Regions from separate parts of the Arachis hypogaea genome. Here region 1 is linked to region 2. The links are chromatin contacts, called in public Hi-C maps. All regions are on one chromosome and are shown on one strand. Each heading gives the region's core, a stretch centred on a gene start, on an enhancer-like site or on the middle of the called end of the contact. The rest is flanking DNA. Distances are from core to core; before and after follow the strand shown. Region 1 holds the start of LOC112750876. Region 2 has its middle 16 kb from the start of LOC140179933.

Region 1 (3,819 bases), core at 922-3,421, 71 kb before region 2:
GAAAGTTGATATCTGACTTCAAAGATTTATATTTTGCATGACTAATCAATATTTTTATAGAATCATTTTGGCATTACTAGACGATTTTAATTGTCGCAAACACTATATTCCTATGCTTCATATGATGTGTATGTACAACTTAGAGAGAAAGTTTTGAGTAACTATCCTACATTATGACATGGGCTCGGTAAAAAGCTCAAAAAATAATAACAAGCATGCAATATTATTGTTGAACCTTATAGTATATTGGAAAAAAAACATTACCATGCAAACATCAACAACTGGGTGTATGGTATATCAAACCTAATAGTTCAATGCAATTAATATGAAACTTACCTGCAAATACCAATTGGCATATTAGCACAGCAGATATGGATCAGGTATATCAATTAAGAAGATTGAGCGGATTGCAAAACATCACACACAAAACAAATACGTTCTGAATATCTGTCAAAATGCAAAAAGGAGATACATATTAGTCATAATTTTCCTAATCATTTTCTTTTTTAACAAACAGTGGAGAGACCAACAATTCAATTAAATATTCAATTTGTGTTCAAATTTAAGTCTGTCAACTATGTCATCATTACATATAAGTATAATTGATCAATCAATGCATATTTCAAGTAATGAAACGAAATGCGTATACCTCAAATGATGGTGTCCTTTCGACTTATTTTATGTCAATATTGTTGTCTTCGGCACCAGATCAAGTCAAAAGTAACTATAGCAAGTATACCACAAATCACATTAGGCAACTATGAAACCAGCTCTTTTGCTATCAATAAGATCTTTAATTATTGACTGAAAAACTAATTTAAAATACCAATTCGAAAGGGATAAAAATCTAACTATGAAGAGAGATGGATTCTATCCCCAAATGTTCTAATTAGCTCTCGATCACTTTCAACTTAACTGTAAATCAATTACACCCAGGTAAACCCTAAACAGTGGAGAAACCAACAATCCAATAAAACATTCAATTTGTCCTCAGATTCAAGTTTATCAACTATATCATTCCTACATATAAGGAGAACTAATCAATCAATTCATATTTAAAGTAATGAAAGGAAATAAGTATACCTCAGATAATGGTATCCTTTGGACCTTTTTATGCCAATACTGTTGTCCTCTGCACCAGATCAAGTCAAAAGCAACTATAGCAAATATACCACAAATTAAATTAGGAAACTATGAAACCAGCTCTTTTGCAATCGATAAGATCTTTAATTATTGAGTGAAAAAACTAAATTAAATTACCAATTTGAAAGGGCTAAAAATCTAATTATGAACAAAGATGGTCTTTATCCCCCAAAATTTAAAAATATGCTCCCGATCACTTCCAATTCAATTGCAAATCATCTGGACCCAGCTGGTCATCTTGAAATAGTAGCCAAAACCTAATATGTGAAACTCCTTAATCTGTAGAAACAATCACTCTGAGCAAAAAATGATCGGGCACAATTTTAGGAAAACAAGAACCAGGGTATTAAATTGAAAAAATAGAGAAATTCTCAATATGAAGTACTCACCAAAATCGATCTCGCAGATGCTTAGTAGCAGACATCATCTCAGTGCATGATTCCTACTAGCTGCTCACCTTAAACCCAATTTTGATTGGCTTTTTTGGCAGAAACTTAGTCAGGATAAGAGATGGAGCAGGTATGTTATCACCAAATTTATTCCTTCCACAACCACCTTATTGTATTTATTGGTAAGCATAGTAAACACCCCAACGGTTAAGTTATTAATGTGTACAAATGTGAGAAATTGAACGAGAACCCAATTTAATGCACCACCAAGGTCCTTTTAGTAAAAAAAAAATAAGTACAGAGATGTTTGGTTTGAACATCGGAGAGAAATATAAAATAATGATTATGATTTATGTAAAAAAAATTTAAAAAATATTTCCATTTTAACCTGAGTATAATTACATGCTAATAAAATATTTTTGCAATTTCCTTTTTAATATCCCCATCTTAGGTTAATACCATGAGAAGAATTTTGTCCATTAATGTGTGAAATTGAGTCGTTTCTTGAAGAAGAATAAAAGACCATGCATCAAATCCATAGCGCTCATGAATTTTGTGTGGAGTATTGGTGTTTCATATCACTGCATGTTTGATAACCAATACTAATTAGTTTGACCCAAATTTTTTACTTTTATTTTCAATTAGAACAAAAAATAGAACAATAGTCTTATGGTCATGCCATCAAGTATTGATGATTAATTCCTCAACTACCAACTTACTTTTGAATTCTCCATCAGTCTTATGTCCGTGCCATCCACTTGGATGATAAGATGGTCTTTGATTTGGTTGAAAGTGGAAATATCTCATTGACATTTGGTTCATTTAGGAAGGTACTCTTCGTTAATAATGAATTCTCATTTCTTGCAAATCCTTTCATGAATTTTTGGAGGCTTTTCGACCGCATCCAATTGTTTATATTCTATAACTATCTGTAAAATTGTCTTCGGGTTTTTCTACATGTAAGGGAGTTAAACAATTTCGACAAGCTTTGGATATTTCATCACAATGTGTGCTTGCACAGTATGGACTTGCTTTTGGGACTCCTTTGTTTAGCAAAAGATTGCATGAACTTGGGACCATTTAAGTGGGGGCTTCTTTGTTAGAGGTTTGTTTTATAGAAATTGTTTGGATGTTGTGGCCAAGGTTGCGAGAACCGGACCGGTCAATGAACCGGTAAAGCAACTGGTTCACTGGTTCAATAGTCCGATCGGGGTTCAACCGGAGTTCAATCGGAGTTCAACCAGTTTAATTAAATATTAAATAAAATTATTAAAAATTAATATATGTAATGCTTGATCACTATCTAGTTGTTCTATCTTCAAAAATAAAAATTTCTAATTAGTAACAACTACAATTTACAAACACAAATTTACACAAATTAAATATTGATTGTTGAACAGATTTACAGAATTTCTAATCACATCAAGAAGCAAAGAATACACGCAGCACCAAAAGTTCAAAACAGAAAATTATCAATTACATTCGGCATCAAAAGTTCAAAAAACAAATTCAGAAATTAGAATCCAAACAATTAGACAATTAAATCAACAATTAACAAGCAACAAAATTATTTTAAAAGAATGAATTCAAATTGAAAAGAAAAGTGAACCTGAACAAAATCACTAAATGAAGTCAATCAAAATACAATGGTTCTCAACAAGCAACTAGAGAGGGCTAATTCCATAATTTCTAGCCTTGAAGATGCCCACAGAATTATGTTGTAGTTGCTGATCATGGCTGTTCCATCTAAATTCAAAATGACAGCAATCTAGAATCCAGAAAATATATCAATCCATATAACTCATACGACATTTATTCAACATAATTAACAGAGTAGAATTGAATTTAAATTTTAAACCCCAAATTTCAACAGAGCAGAAATAAACAAAACTCAATATAGCCAAATCCAACATAGCAGAATTGAATTTATATACCAAAATTCAAAATAAACAAAATTGAAAAACAAAACAAGAATAATTAACAAAATAAAAATTAATTGAAAAATAGAACAAGAACCCATGAACAAGAACTCAGAAGATGGAAAAGATTTGAAAAACAGAACAAGAACCATGAACTCAAATCTGTCCAATTCATACAGTTTTATCACCAAATAAATGAAATTAATTGAAAGAAGGAAAAGATTGAAGTACTGACTACTGAGTACTCACCGCGGGACGGCGACCTTCGACCCGGATGCCACAGTGACCTTCGACCCACGACGGTGATGCTTTGCTCCCGCGTTTGTTGGAGGTGACGGTGGTGTTTGTACTTTGGAGGAAGAAGGTTG
Region 2 (3,670 bases), core at 133-2,632:
ATTATTTTTTTTAATAAAAATATTTCACCATCTTTTTTTTGTAGCATAATTGAATAAATTTGATCACAATTCAGAACATTTGATATTTAATTTTTCTTTTTATTGTTCAAAAAAATATAGTCATTGATACTAAAAAAAATTTTGAAAATTCACTTGACAAAAAATTGTCAAATTTTAAGGATAAAAAGATCTTATTTTTTTAATAATGATTGTGAAAATTTGCATCAAAATTTGATCTCTAAATCGTTTTTTAGAATATATATTTAATATCTAACTATTTTGTCGTGCTTTTAAATTTTTCAGATGCTTATTTGTCATTAGCATCTTTAATTAGAGTTTGTTTTGTCAATGATGCGAACTTTCGGATATCATTTTGATAGTTTTTTCTATTATCATTTATCAAATAATATAAAATTTAAATTTTCAATAAATTTATTATATATTTATTAAAAATAAAATTAAAATTTTTACTAATAATAATCTTATTAAAACATATTAGCTAAAATCTAATTTTAACCCCCTTAAAAATGTGCGACATTATTAACTATTCAAAGATTTTGGTTACCAAATATTAGTCTTTGTCATTGAGATTTGAGAATGTGATCAACATGCACATGACTGCATGTGTGTCCACTATACAGCACTCCTCCCACCTCACACCTCACAACACACACTTTTGGAAAAGGACTATGTGGTATAGTGACAACACACACTTTTGGAATATTTTGGATTTTTGAGGGTCTATGCATGGTGATAGATGACAACGATATATATCTGGATGACAGTGTGTATAGTGACATTTCTATTGAATGTGGTACTTTAGTTATCAAGAGATTATGTTGATGGCCGGAATTTTCGGATGATCGTCGGAGTAACTATGAAGTAAAATGAGGACTAACTTTGGCCCCTTTTCTTAGCGTGGTAGAGTAAAACTCAAAGTTCTTTAGAAACTTTTATATAGTTTTTCCTTTATTAACTCACCGACTCTAACAAGAAAAACCCTAATTTTTTTTTTGGTTTGCACCAGGGTATCCATCAGGCCGGAAGCCCAATGACTAATCCCTCGGGTACTGCAGAGGCACACAAAGTGGGCGACCCTCCCAAACAAGCAAGCTCCATTCCCATCCTCCAGTGAGTATCGAACCCGGGAGAGATGGTTAAGGGACACAGACCCTCATCCATCTGTGCCAACTTGCGTTGGTAGAAAAACCCTAATTTCTCAAGTTTTTTCACGCATTTGACCAATTTTTTCTTTTGGTCTTGGCATTTGACCAATTCATCTTGATAAAAATCTATTTTTGGACACAGGTAAAATAATATATCTATTGGGCTTAGACAAACTCTTATCTTGGTTTACAGCCCAATATGATGATAGCCCAACCAAAGAGAAGATCAGTGTACATTGGATGCGTGTTGGTCATGTTTATTATTGAAGCCCAACTTGAACAAAGGTTGAAACATAATGAATATTTGTTCTCGCACTTGTTCACCGAAGAAAAAAAAGTTCTCGCACTTAAAAGAAATCAACAAAAACCTGAAAAATGATTACACTAAAAAATTTATTGAGTTTAGGAAAGAATAACTATTTTTGATAATGACAAAGATTATTTGATTGAATTTGAAAGACCAACGTTTATTTGATGTGTATTTTATTTATGCATGTTCATATTAGAATTTTTTGGTGATAAAAAGGCTAGCACTTCAGCTATTCATATTGGACAAAAATTAAAGAAAAAGCTCGGGTTTTTCTCTTTTTTGTGAGATCCAAGTCTAATTTTTGGGTGTATTCTTGCATCTTAGTGTCTCTACCCTAATCAGATTTTGGGGTTAATTTGAGAGTGAGAGTTTAGCCACCAAAGAAAGAAAGAAGAGGAAAAAACAGAATTTTCGTTTTTATCCAAAGCAGTACATTTCAAATGACAGTTTCTCATTCATTCACCGTTAGATCGGCTTGAAATTTGAACTGTGTTTCCCTCATTTTTTTCTTCATTCTGGTTGGTGAAGATGTTGATTGGAGGTTTGCAGTGGGAGAAATTGGCTTCGCAAGAGAGAAAATAGGTTCCTATTTTTACACAGAGCATCAATCTTTGAACAGCAGTTTCTCATTATTCCACCGTTGGATCAACGTGAAATGTGGACTGCAGATTCTACTCATCTTGTTCTTCATTTTGAACGGTGAAGATTTTAATTGGAGACCTGCAAAGAGAGAAATAGACTTCGAACAACAACTCTATTTTTGGATATTTTTCATCTTCTTGCTTCTCATTTGTAAGCTTTGGTACTTTGATATTTTGGCTAGTTATATGCACGTTTTTGTACTTTGTTTGAGACCCTCTTATACCTCATTTGATTATAGTGGAGCTATTTCATTGGTCTGGACAGCCCATGATTTTTACCTCTCACATTGAAAAGGTTTTCACGTTAAAATGTCAGTGTGTTCTTGTTATTTCTTTACTTGTTATATTTATTTGTTATAGATGCTGCTACATTGTATTATGAGTGCTTTCATATTCTTCTTGTGTTAGATATCTGTGTCATTTCTGCTACTAAGCTCTTTCAAAAGCTACAGCTATTTGAACCAATTTCAACAAATAATATAGTTTAATATTGCTAAAAGTTTTTCCTATATCAGTTCCGGTAAAGCATTTGCAAGAGGGAAGAAAAGTTTCTTTTCATCCATTTAGGACTGGAAGTGAGTCAAGCCAGCTTATGAGCTAGCTCGAGCTCGACTCGTTAATAGCTCAATAAGCTGAGCTCGTGAGCCAGTGAGCCGAGCTTGAGCTTGGAATTGAGCTCATAAATTAAATGAGCTGAGTTTGAGCTATATATATATATATATATATATATATATATATATATATATATATATATATATATATATATATATATATATATAGGTATAAGATTTAATGTTTTAGTTTGTTAAATATATGGATGCATTTTTTTATTTTGTTATATTAAAATTTTAATATTTTAATATAGAACTATAGATTATATTTCTGTTATTTGAGCCAGCTCGTGAGTTTTCGGTGAGCTGAGTTTGAGCTTAAAAAATAGGCTCGATTGTTAATGAGTCGAGTCTTGAGCCAAGCTCAATTTTTGTGAGCCGAGCTTGAGCTTAGTTTAGATCGGCTCAGCTCGACTCACTTCCAGCCCTACATTCATTTGATGGAGAGCAAAGATAAAAATTTAGAGCTAAAGAAAAGATTAAAAATGTTAATTTAACTAGTACAACAAGAATAAGTGTGGCTATCCAAAAAAAAAAAAAAAAAAACAACACACACCCATCACGTTCCTCTGTTATTGTAATTTTATTCTTCTGCATTTTCACACCTCTACTATCTTACTGTAACACTCTGATTTGGGAGAAAAATATAATCACAATCCTATTTGCTGTGTTCAAAATTTGTTATCAAGAAAAGCTTTAATTGTTAGAAGCAGTATACCTATACAAAAAGAGTATTTTACCAAGTTTTGAGATTAAGGAATAAGCAAAAATTTAGTTTTTTCTAGAGCATTTTTGTTATATTTTTTTTCTTTTATTATTTACATTGAATGTAATATTTTTTTTAATTTATCTTTTTTATTTCAAAAAAAAAGATTAATATGTGAAAAATTTGAAAAAAAAAGTCATTGACGAAAAAAATAAAGAGAGATAAATTAAAAAAAA

The links. Hi-C and Micro-C count contacts between places; a contact is called where the count stands out from the background.
Region 1: a Hi-C map of leaf shows a contact between it and region 2, with 1.5 times the contacts expected there. The contact joins the promoter of LOC112750876 here to the enhancer-like site in region 2. A contact is called at or near these places in 4 of 8 Hi-C or Micro-C datasets (leaf and an unstated tissue).

What each region holds. Positions count from the first base shown.
Region 1 is chr2:91,585,170-91,588,988 of arahy.Tifrunner.gnm2.J5K5, reverse strand. LOC112750876 reads right to left here and starts at 2,171. Exons shown (of 7, transcript XR_011874164.1): 1 at 1,533-2,171; 2 at 1,261-1,439; 3 at 1,084-1,157; 4 at 650-724; 5 at 337-447. LOC140179937 (a long non-coding RNA gene) reads right to left here. Exons shown (of 2, transcript XR_011874115.1): 1 at 3,701-3,819; 2 at 3,049-3,300.
Region 2 is chr2:91,513,728-91,517,397 of arahy.Tifrunner.gnm2.J5K5, reverse strand. No RefSeq gene overlaps it. Among protein-coding and RNA genes, the nearest start is that of LOC140179933, 16 kb to the left of the region's middle. Within about 2 kb of position 1,382, at least 3 of the 3 cell types and tissues checked have open chromatin away from gene starts, as enhancers often do.